3 separate regions of the Mus musculus genome follow, and all the other regions are linked to region 3. Evidence: chromatin contacts called from public HiChIP or PLAC-seq and promoter capture Hi-C data. All regions are on one chromosome and are shown on one strand. Each heading gives the region's core, a stretch centred on a gene start, on an enhancer-like site or on the middle of the called end of the contact. The rest is flanking DNA. Distances are from core to core; before and after follow the strand shown. Region 1 overlaps Rbpms (RNA binding protein gene with multiple splicing). Region 2 overlaps Rbpms (RNA binding protein gene with multiple splicing). Region 3 has its middle 5.5 kb from the start of Gm39157.

Evidence for each region. HiChIP or PLAC-seq counts read pairs in DNA pulled down with a chosen protein or histone mark. Capture Hi-C pulls out chosen DNA fragments and counts their contacts.
Region 1: a contact with region 3 is called in an H3K27ac HiChIP or PLAC-seq map of heart atrium, with 9 read pairs. The contact joins two enhancer-like sites. A contact is called at or near these places in 1 of 484 Hi-C or Micro-C datasets (nephron progenitors), 6 of 115 datasets of contacts at active chromatin or transcription factors (embryonic stem cells, heart atrium, liver and 2 more) and 1 of 9 other capture datasets (pancreatic islet).
Region 2: a promoter capture Hi-C map of liver shows a contact between it and region 3. The contact joins two enhancer-like sites. A contact is called at or near these places in 2 of 484 Hi-C or Micro-C datasets (cardiomyocytes and liver), 3 of 115 datasets of contacts at active chromatin or transcription factors (heart atrium, liver and pancreatic cancer cells) and 3 of 9 other capture datasets (adipose tissue, liver and pancreatic islet).

What each region holds. Positions count from the first base shown.
Region 1 is chr8:33,785,084-33,787,805 of GRCm38.p6, forward strand. The region is part of intron 7 of Rbpms (RNA binding protein gene with multiple splicing); the gene reads right to left. Among named protein-coding and RNA genes, the nearest start is that of Smim18, 39 kb to the left of the region's middle. Within about 2 kb of position 1,443, at least 49 of the 459 cell types and tissues checked have an H3K27ac peak or open chromatin away from gene starts, as enhancers often do. A contact at or near this core is called in heart atrium and liver, where this site is marked.
Region 2 is chr8:33,803,916-33,807,002 of GRCm38.p6, forward strand. It overlaps Rbpms (RNA binding protein gene with multiple splicing), which reads right to left. Exons shown (of 8, transcript NM_001042674.2): 6 at 2,802-2,935. Among named protein-coding and RNA genes, the nearest start is that of Smim18, 58 kb to the left of the region's middle. Within about 2 kb of position 1,811, at least 54 of the 459 cell types and tissues checked have an H3K27ac peak or open chromatin away from gene starts, as enhancers often do. A contact at or near this core is called in adipose tissue, liver and pancreatic cancer cells, where this site is marked.
Region 3 is chr8:33,991,613-33,994,375 of GRCm38.p6, forward strand. No RefSeq gene overlaps it. Among named protein-coding and RNA genes, the nearest start is that of Gm39157, 5.5 kb to the left of the region's middle. Within about 2 kb of position 1,514, at least 98 of the 459 cell types and tissues checked have an H3K27ac peak or open chromatin away from gene starts, as enhancers often do. A contact at or near this core is called in adipose tissue, heart atrium, liver and 1 more, where this site is marked.

The DNA of each region.
Region 1 (2,722 bases), core at 193-2,692, 210 kb before region 3:
CCTTTTCCCTGTCCTCTGGCAGCAGCATTCTGAGTTGGAAGCATTTATCTAGCAGGGATAAACAACTAAACCTCTTTAGGGAATTCTCTCTGCTTCTTGGCATTCTCCCATTTAGTGCCCTGTGATGCTCAAGTGAGGAGACTCCATCTCTAGATGGGGGGTGCCTTTAATCCATAGGCATGGGCCTGGGATAGTCAGAGTTCCATTTATTATTTTCAAATCTAATAGACATCAAAGAACCACACTCTCCCTGGGAGTGGGACTCGGGCAGAAGGTGGCATCACCTTTATGGTGACAGCAACAGTAGTTCCTTGGTGAGCCTTAGCCTCCTAGTTTGACTTCCTCACATCACTGACCTGCCAAAGGGGCTTCTGCAGAAGCAGTGGTCTCCACACCCCTGCCTTGCTCCCCATAGACAACTGGTCCACACATGCCACAAGTCCTACCTCCTCCTAACCCTGAGCACAATCCATCAAACTGTGCTGCAAGGGTTCCAAGAACAGAACGGATCTGCAATTCTCCTGGCTTAGAGAGCCACCTTAGGAACGCAGCAAGCGAGACAGCAACTGTGACTTAGTGTGATGCTGCTTACAGAGACCCCAAGAAAAAGGACAGGATTGGCAGGAACCTGCTGCTATGGGCTGTGCCTGGTGGAGTGGGGACAACAGTCTACGACAGCCTTTGTGCACTGGGCCTACTTACTGCTCCATAGTCAACTCTCAACATCACTCTATCCCTGCACCAAGGCCTGGGTAGCTCTGTTCCTTACACAGATGCCAACATAGCTCTCACCAACTTCTAACTTTCATTCTAAAGCCATTTTGCCTTAAGTAGCAAAATGAAAATGATTCTTTCAATGGTTTTCCCTATCCTTAGATAGGTTCTCAACATTCCTAATGCTATGAGCCTTTCATGTTATGGTGACCCCTAATCAGAAAATTATTTTGTTACTACTTTGTAACTTTAATTTTGCTACTGTTATAAATCTCAATATAAATATTTGATGTGACCCCGCTAAGAGGGTTGTTGGACTCCCCCAAAGGGGTTGAGGCCTTCAGGTTGAGAACAATGCCTTGGTACATTCAAGACTCTGTCTCAAGCTTTTTTTCTCCTTCCCTTTTCTTACCCTTTACCTCTACCCCAGCATTTATAAACTGTCTTTGAAAACTCAACCTTTTCTAGGTCCCTCAATCCTGAAGGGCTTTTCTCTCAACAATGTTGTAGTCGGCAGAGAGGGCCCTGCACAACCAGCTCAGGGGCAGCCTTCTATAGGAAGCTGATCCCTGTAGGGCAGTAAGCGCTGCACCTCTAACAGGAGCTTTTGAAGTTGGGAAAGGAGAAGTGCAGAAACTATAGTCATCAGCTATCCAGAACCAACCGTGGAGATGTGATTCTCACATGGGAAAAGAATGTAGCCACACTGCCATCTATGTCCCAGACGGAACACAAGGTCAGAACCGAGCTATTTCAGTCCCTGTAAACAAGAGCTTTAGCTAGGAATGGAGTTCAAACCTTGGAATGTGTTAACAAGGACATTTAAACAGAATCCAAAGACATCCGGGAACACAAAGCACCACAGAGAGGGACAGCAGGCTGGGGTGACTAGGGGCAGATTCTTTTCATACAGAGAGCCTTTGGGAAAGGGGGCCCAGAGCAGCGTGTAAATCATCTCTCCAAGCCCAGAGGAAAACGCAGCTGGCAACATGGCTCTGCAAACACCTGACAGACTCCTGCGCTTGAACCAGCTCCTGACGGTTGTCCCAACTTCCGCTTCTACACACACCCTACAATTTAAAAGCAGCAACAATCATGTCAAAGTTGCATGTGTTGGGGGAAGTCCCAGCTGTTCACATGTGAAGCCATTGGAGACTGATAGTTTAAAGCACTGATCCTCAACCTGGGGGTAGGTCAAATGACCCTTTCACAGGGCGTCACCTAAGACCATGGAAAAATAAAGACTTATATAGTTCTTAACAGCAGCAAAATTACAGTTATGACGTAGGAATGAAATTAATTTTGTGGCTGGGGGTCACCACAGCATGAGCAAGTATATTAAAGGTTTGCCATGTTGCCATGTTGGAAGGTTGAGAACCACTGGCTTATAAACTATATAAGCCATTTGACTTCACCTGTTTTTGATGTGTAAGCTCACTAGGGCACTCTGCTGACTGACAGCTGAAGGGTACTTACAGGAGAACAACTGTCTGGGGCTTCTACATGGCTAAGCCACACTCCTGGCCAGGACCAGTTAAGCTTCTCCCCGCAACCCTGCTTTCACCATCTGCATGCGCTCTGCCTAACAGCTTAACTTTAACCTGACATTCAGTTTCGCCAGGTCAGGTAAGAAATATTCCCCCCCACCCCCGCCCTGCTGCCCCGAGTCCAAGTAAACAGGAGACATTTGGCAAATTAGTTTTGATACCTGTCTGCTTAATTTAATCAAGCACACATATTTATGATAAGTGAATATTTGAAACACTTCAGTGTTTGTAGTCTTCGGTAGAAGCCAGTCTCCCTGGCTGTTTACTCATCATTTTATCCCTAAGGGCAAATGGACCACCTTCCCTCCTCAGCTCAGGTGTGCCTCAGTCTGACAAGGATGGCTCACATGAGATCACCTTAGATCGGTGTCACCTTAGATTGGAGACAAGAACAGCCTTTACATTCTTGCCTGTCTGTAACCACAGTACCAGTGCCCCCCACCCCCCTCCCACTGCCATCA
Region 2 (3,087 bases), core at 561-3,060, 190 kb before region 3:
AAAAACCAAAAACGCTGTAGTCTACTTGAGACCATTTTTTTTTGCTCTGATTAAAATTTTTATTGAAAGCTCTCAAATATTATCAAGAAATAGTTTTTTTTTGCAAAAGGGGGAGGGAGGGGGTTGCTAATAAATTCAACACGGGAGCTCCCTCTGCTGGTCTGCAGTAGGTTGATATGTGACAAACACATTCCCAGAGACAAATCTAATCTGCTGAAGAAGTGGACAAAAGACAGGTGTGTTGGGCTTTGCCTCTGGAGAGAAACACTAGAAGAAAAAAAAAAATCCACGTCTCAAAACAGAGCACAACAATCAAAAAATAAAAAAAATAAAAAATAAAACTAGAAGACTCTCCAAAACATTAAGTTTCCAGAACAAAACACCACTCGGCTAGTAAGGGGCCGCCCACTCTGCTCCCTCCAGTTAGCATCTCGGAAGCCATCTTTGCCTCAGAGTCTCTTCTGACAGATTTCTCATCTACTTAGAGGGGAAAGTTCCAAGGAGTCATTAGAGCGAGGCCTCTCCGAAATTCCAGTAAGAGCAAGTCTCTGGTGAGCCAGCGCCTTGCTGTGTTAGCCAGCAAGGAGAACAGGTGACACTTGCTCGGGTCACCTGTGGAAGCGCTGCGCTTTGGGGACAACCTTCCATCTTCTCAGACCCGTTTCCTCATTGTACAATGGGCTGGGCCTGCTGTCTATAAAGCCTCTACTGGGTCACTCCAAGTCCCAGCCTGGACCAATACATTCGACAAGAATGTTCTCTTAAGTGACTCCAGAGAAGAAGTGGGATTCCAAGACACAGGCCTCTCACCACCGCAGGTCAGAGTTCCACCCAGTCTAGGCTGATGGCTGAGTCAAGAGGATGCCGGGCTGGGTAAGTCTCAAGAGAAGGGGGCCATCTAGGTGATGCGAGCCAGTGAGGCACACGGCCAAGATCCAGCGAATCTTGCACTGTCTCTCCATCCTTTCTCAGTGGCGTAGACTTCCTAACTCTCCCACGAGATCCTTGTTAGAACCTTCACCCTCCATATTCCCCAGTCACTCCTGAGTCCATCTGTTACATCAGGACCAGAGCCAGCGATCCCCGTTCTTTCTGGACACTGCCAGGTCCTGATTCTCCAGGGCAGTGGTGAATGGCCTGGTTGCGGACTACCCAAAGCCACAGATTCTATAGACTATGTGTAACCTTCTATCATTCTATGATGCATGCCTGCCCCTAGTGGCCTCAACTGTTGGTTGCTCCTTTTGAGAGGGGGCACAGCACCCGCACATGAGGTATGGGACACACACAAAAGGGGCTTTTAGTTGCTCTTTGCTGTCAACAAAGATCAAAAATATAAAGGACTAAGTGACAGACAGTCACAATTTAGCCCCCCACTTGCCCGCTATCTGTCGGCTATGACGGCTACTGAATACTGAGGCAGGGATACTGGGCAGAGCACAGAAAAGCAAAAGGCACGTCTGGTCGTTGACTTCAGCTTGTTTCCTGGACCACGGCCACTGCCGGCCACTCCCTGCCACCTTCAGCACGTTTTTCCTCATTCCTCACACTGCTGTGTAGCTTCCCCAGGGAGGATATTTTGGCCTGTGGCACAGGCACTGACTGAGGGCTTCCTGCCTGCCTACAGCTGATAGGCCCCCGGAGAGCAGCTCAGAAGGGCAGCTGCCAATGCAGGCAAGAAACCCACTGCTCTGTCAGATTTAGAGTTAAAGAGCACTCAGCCCTAAGCACTTGGGGCTGCTCACAGGGGTTTCTTACAGGGGCCTTAACCAGGACTGTCCTGTGCAACATGTTTCACCAAGCCCTGGAAACAAATACCAGGCAAAATAAACATAGCCCCACCTGACCGGGCTGATAAGCTAAAAAGATCGACTGTATTTGTCTAGTGTGCATTTGTGTGTAGAAGGCAAGGGACAACCGGAAGTCAGTTCTCTCTTCCATCGTGTGGGTCCTGAGGACTGAACACAGGCTTTGGCAGCAAGCCTGAGGAGCCATCTCGTCAGCCCCATAGCCCCGCAAGTTTTAAAAGGCCAGGCGGAATGGAGGATTAGTGAGAAATACGTACAAGTGTTTTACTTGTTAATGACTGGCATTTTCCATAGGTCAATCAAATGAGGGGTTACTTCCAAGGGTGAAGGTCAGCTCTGATTATTATCCTCATACGAGACAGACCTCAGGGAACCACAGCATCCGGGGGAGAGGAACCTTCCTATGCCTCAGACTGTTCTTAACTAAGCAAGAGAAGCTCGCAGCAGATGGCTACCTTTGCCACACACTGGGCAATGAACAAGCTTTTGTCTTTCCTAGAATATGTTTCAGGCTTCTCCATGGAAGCCTCTCTCTGGTCTCTCAGCTCCCTGGGGACAAGAGCGCAAGCCTTTTAATCCACACACGCCAAGCACACATTAAAACCTGTGTCAAGTGCACGCCTCCCTTCCACACCGGATGCATGGACACACGCACTCACGCACGCCTTATGCCCCTGTGGTGCCCTTTTGCTAGCTGGGAGCCAAGGAGGGAAACCTGCTCGGTCTTTGAGTGTGGCATGAGGGTGAGATCATTAGGGAAGAGAGAGGTGGTCCTTTGGGGGCAGACATCAGGCAGTGGGTGGGGTCATGGCTGTCAGATGGTCCTCGGAGGTCCCGGAAGGGGGTCAGCTGGTCGGAGAGGGAAACCATTCACTTCCTGGAGGTGGATCTGTTAGCTGGGTAGGTGTTAGTCACATGGTGTGCTCTGGGGGACCGGGTCTGAAAGGGCTGGTGGTGGGGTGAGTGGAGAGGTGGCCGATGGGCATAAATTACCTGGGCATGCAGTGAAGCGGGGTAGGTGAAAGCGGCAGGAGGAGGAAGAGCAGGCGCTAACTCCGCTGGGTACAGAGGGTACGGGGCCCAAACTTCAGGGCTACTGGGGTAAAGTGCAGGTACTGTGAGCTCATCTGCAAGAGAAGAATAAGGGAGAGTTAGAGGTTACCACAGGGCTGTGTTCACATCGGAAAACTAACACCCAGCAACCCTTGAGCCCGATCAATGCCAGAGGTCAGAGGTCAAACACCCTCCTCCTCCTCGTCCTCCTCCCCCCCACAATCTG
Region 3 (2,763 bases), core at 264-2,763:
GCACGCACGCGCTGCTCTTGCAGAGGACGGAGTTCAGTTCCCAGCCCCCACTGGCTTTTGTAGTGCGTCACTCTAACTCCAGCTCCATATGCTTTTCTGGATTCCGCCTTTCCCCTTTCTCAATCCGTGAAGAGAAGCATCCAGGCCCAGGGCAGCCCACCTCCTACCCTACCCCCGAGCACCTCCATTTTGGAGTCCGTAGAGGAAGCCTCCGCCTGCCCCTCTCCTCAGGAAGTGCAAGGCCTGCTGTTTGTTGTGTTCTCTCCCAGCCAAGACTTGAGCCTGTTTTTGCGCGTCTGCAATTCTTACAATTTAGGGTCGTCTTGGTCAGGTTTATTTCCTCTTCCACTTAAAGAATTAAATGGGCAGGTACAGTCTCCAGCTACGGGTGGCGCAGGGAACCTCTCTGAGCACACAAAATCAGCAGGCGAGCTGGGCTCCAGGTTCTCCTAGCATCCTTCAGTCCCTACCTGGTACAGGGCGTGGCTGGCCATACCCCGCCCTCTACCCTGAATTTTCCAATCCAGGGGTGGGCTTCCTCTCACCCACCAGCTCAACACTATATAGTCCAGACATTTTGGTCCCCCACCTCTTTCTTCTCTCTCCCTCTCCTCTGCCTCCTGTTTTTCTTTCTCCCAGTCTGCAAGGCGACTTCACTGACCCCCTCCTGTGAGGTTCCTGACCCCCCACCCCCAGCTCCCCTCTTCATAAACCCGCCTTTAAAGTTTAATTAGGCTTGAATTGGCTCATTTCATGGGCAGAGATAAGTTATCAAAGGGTGACAACCAGCTTTTGTTAGAAGTGAGCACACACACACACACACACACACACACACACACACAGAGCAAGACCCTTGGCAGACAGGGATGGGACACTCAGAAACCTAAAATGACTTCTTTTCTTGAGGGCTGAGGGCTGGTCTTTGAGGGGGTCTTCATCCTCTAAATTAGGGCTGCTTAGTTTGAACAAAGACAGGGAGGCTGACAGGCCCACGGTTTGGGGTGGGAGGGGCAAACATGTCCCCAGTCTGGTCTTGAATTTCTCAGACCCGCCAACTGTCAGGGTCCACTACCCCAGGGTGGAGGTGGGGTGGGGTGGGGGTGGGGAAATCAGTCAGTCCTTTAGGTCTCCATCTTAGGTCAGAGGAAGCCGGAAGTTTGCCATCTCATCTTCCTTATCTATTTCTGGCGGATCTCCCTATCTGCCAGTCTATCAGGGCTGTGTCTACCTCCTAGGGCCTCACTCCAAGATGAGAGGGAAGCCCAGAGCCACTGCATTTGGATAAGGTTCAGGCTTTTCACAGACAAGGAAGGGACTGTTGTAGACTTGGGACAGATAGCAAGAAAGGACACCCAGAGCCACCAGGATAGCCGCAAGCAAGGGCAACAGCAAGCCCGGGACAGAGCTGGCACAAGGGATGGAGTCGCGAGCACAAACAGCCAAGGGCAAGGTGTGGAATGTGTTAAGGTGAACGGAATGTAATGAAGGGACTCCAGTGTTTACTCTGAAGCAGGCCAAACATGGCAGGACCGAAGCCAGAGTGGAAAGGATTGTTATCTAAGGCCAGCCTGGGGAGAGTGCGGAGGGAGGTGTTGGGCGTGGGTGACGGCTGATGGCCCAGAGCACATTCCAGCTTGCAGATAAGTGGAAGCAGAAAGGCCAGGCACCATTCAGCGGAAGTCTGTGATTTCACTCCTAATGTCAGTGAAACTAAAGCACAGAGGACGCCCCTCCCCACTTTTATAGTACTTGGATGGAGCCTTTGTTCGGATCCTTGTGCTAGTGAGTCTTGTACCACCAATTTAAAGGGTTGTTTTGTCTGTTTTTGCTTTTTGTTCTTGTTTTTGTTTTGTTTTGTTTTTTGAGACAAGGTCTCACTATGTAGCCCTGACTGTCCTGAAACTCACTCTGTAGACCAGTCTGTCCTCGAACTCACAGAGACCCTCTTGCCTCTCGAATAGTGGGATTAAAGGTTTAAGCCACCACGCCTGGTTCCTTAGAGAACATTCCAGGTCATGTTGATCCCTCCCTTCACACTGGGACAGACACTTTGCTGTCAGCTCCCTGGGAAACGCAGCTGCCCCAGCTCTGGAGACAAGCTCTTGTGCTTCAGCTCCTCTTAACCCAAAAATGAAAATGACAAAAATTAAGGTTATTTATTTAATATTTTTGAGACAGGTCGAACTAGGTAGCCCGCTGGTTTGGAGCTTCATTATGTAATCTGAAACTCACAGAGATCCACCTGTCTCTGCCTCCGGGGCACTGGAATTAAAGGTGGGAGTCACCACAGCCAGTTTACTAGTTTTTGACTTTTCTTATTTCCAATGGCAGGTAGGTTTTGGTTTTTTCCACATTTGTTTGTTTAATTTACATTTGATTGTCACCTTTTATTGGACCATCAAGTCTCGGTCAGGATTTAAAAAGATTCCGCTTTAACTGAACTCTTCAAGGTTGGTAAGTAAAGTGCTTTCCAGGGCAGTAGGTGTGGTATCCTAGCTCACTTGTTTGAATTTCTGGTAAGAAATGCTGAAAAGAACACAGGCTTCTGGCACCAGATTAACCCAACCATGTTCCCTTTGCCCACTGATGGGCTTAAGGTACTGGCCACAACCTCTGAAAGACTCCAGCTTTTGTGGGTGAGACCCACCATCAATACCCAGTTCTGCAGGTCTTCCCACTTAACGCCCATGAGTTTCTTCTCCTTCCGTGGCAGACTGACACCTGCTTGAAGATTTTTTTACTGAAACCATCAATCTCCTTCCG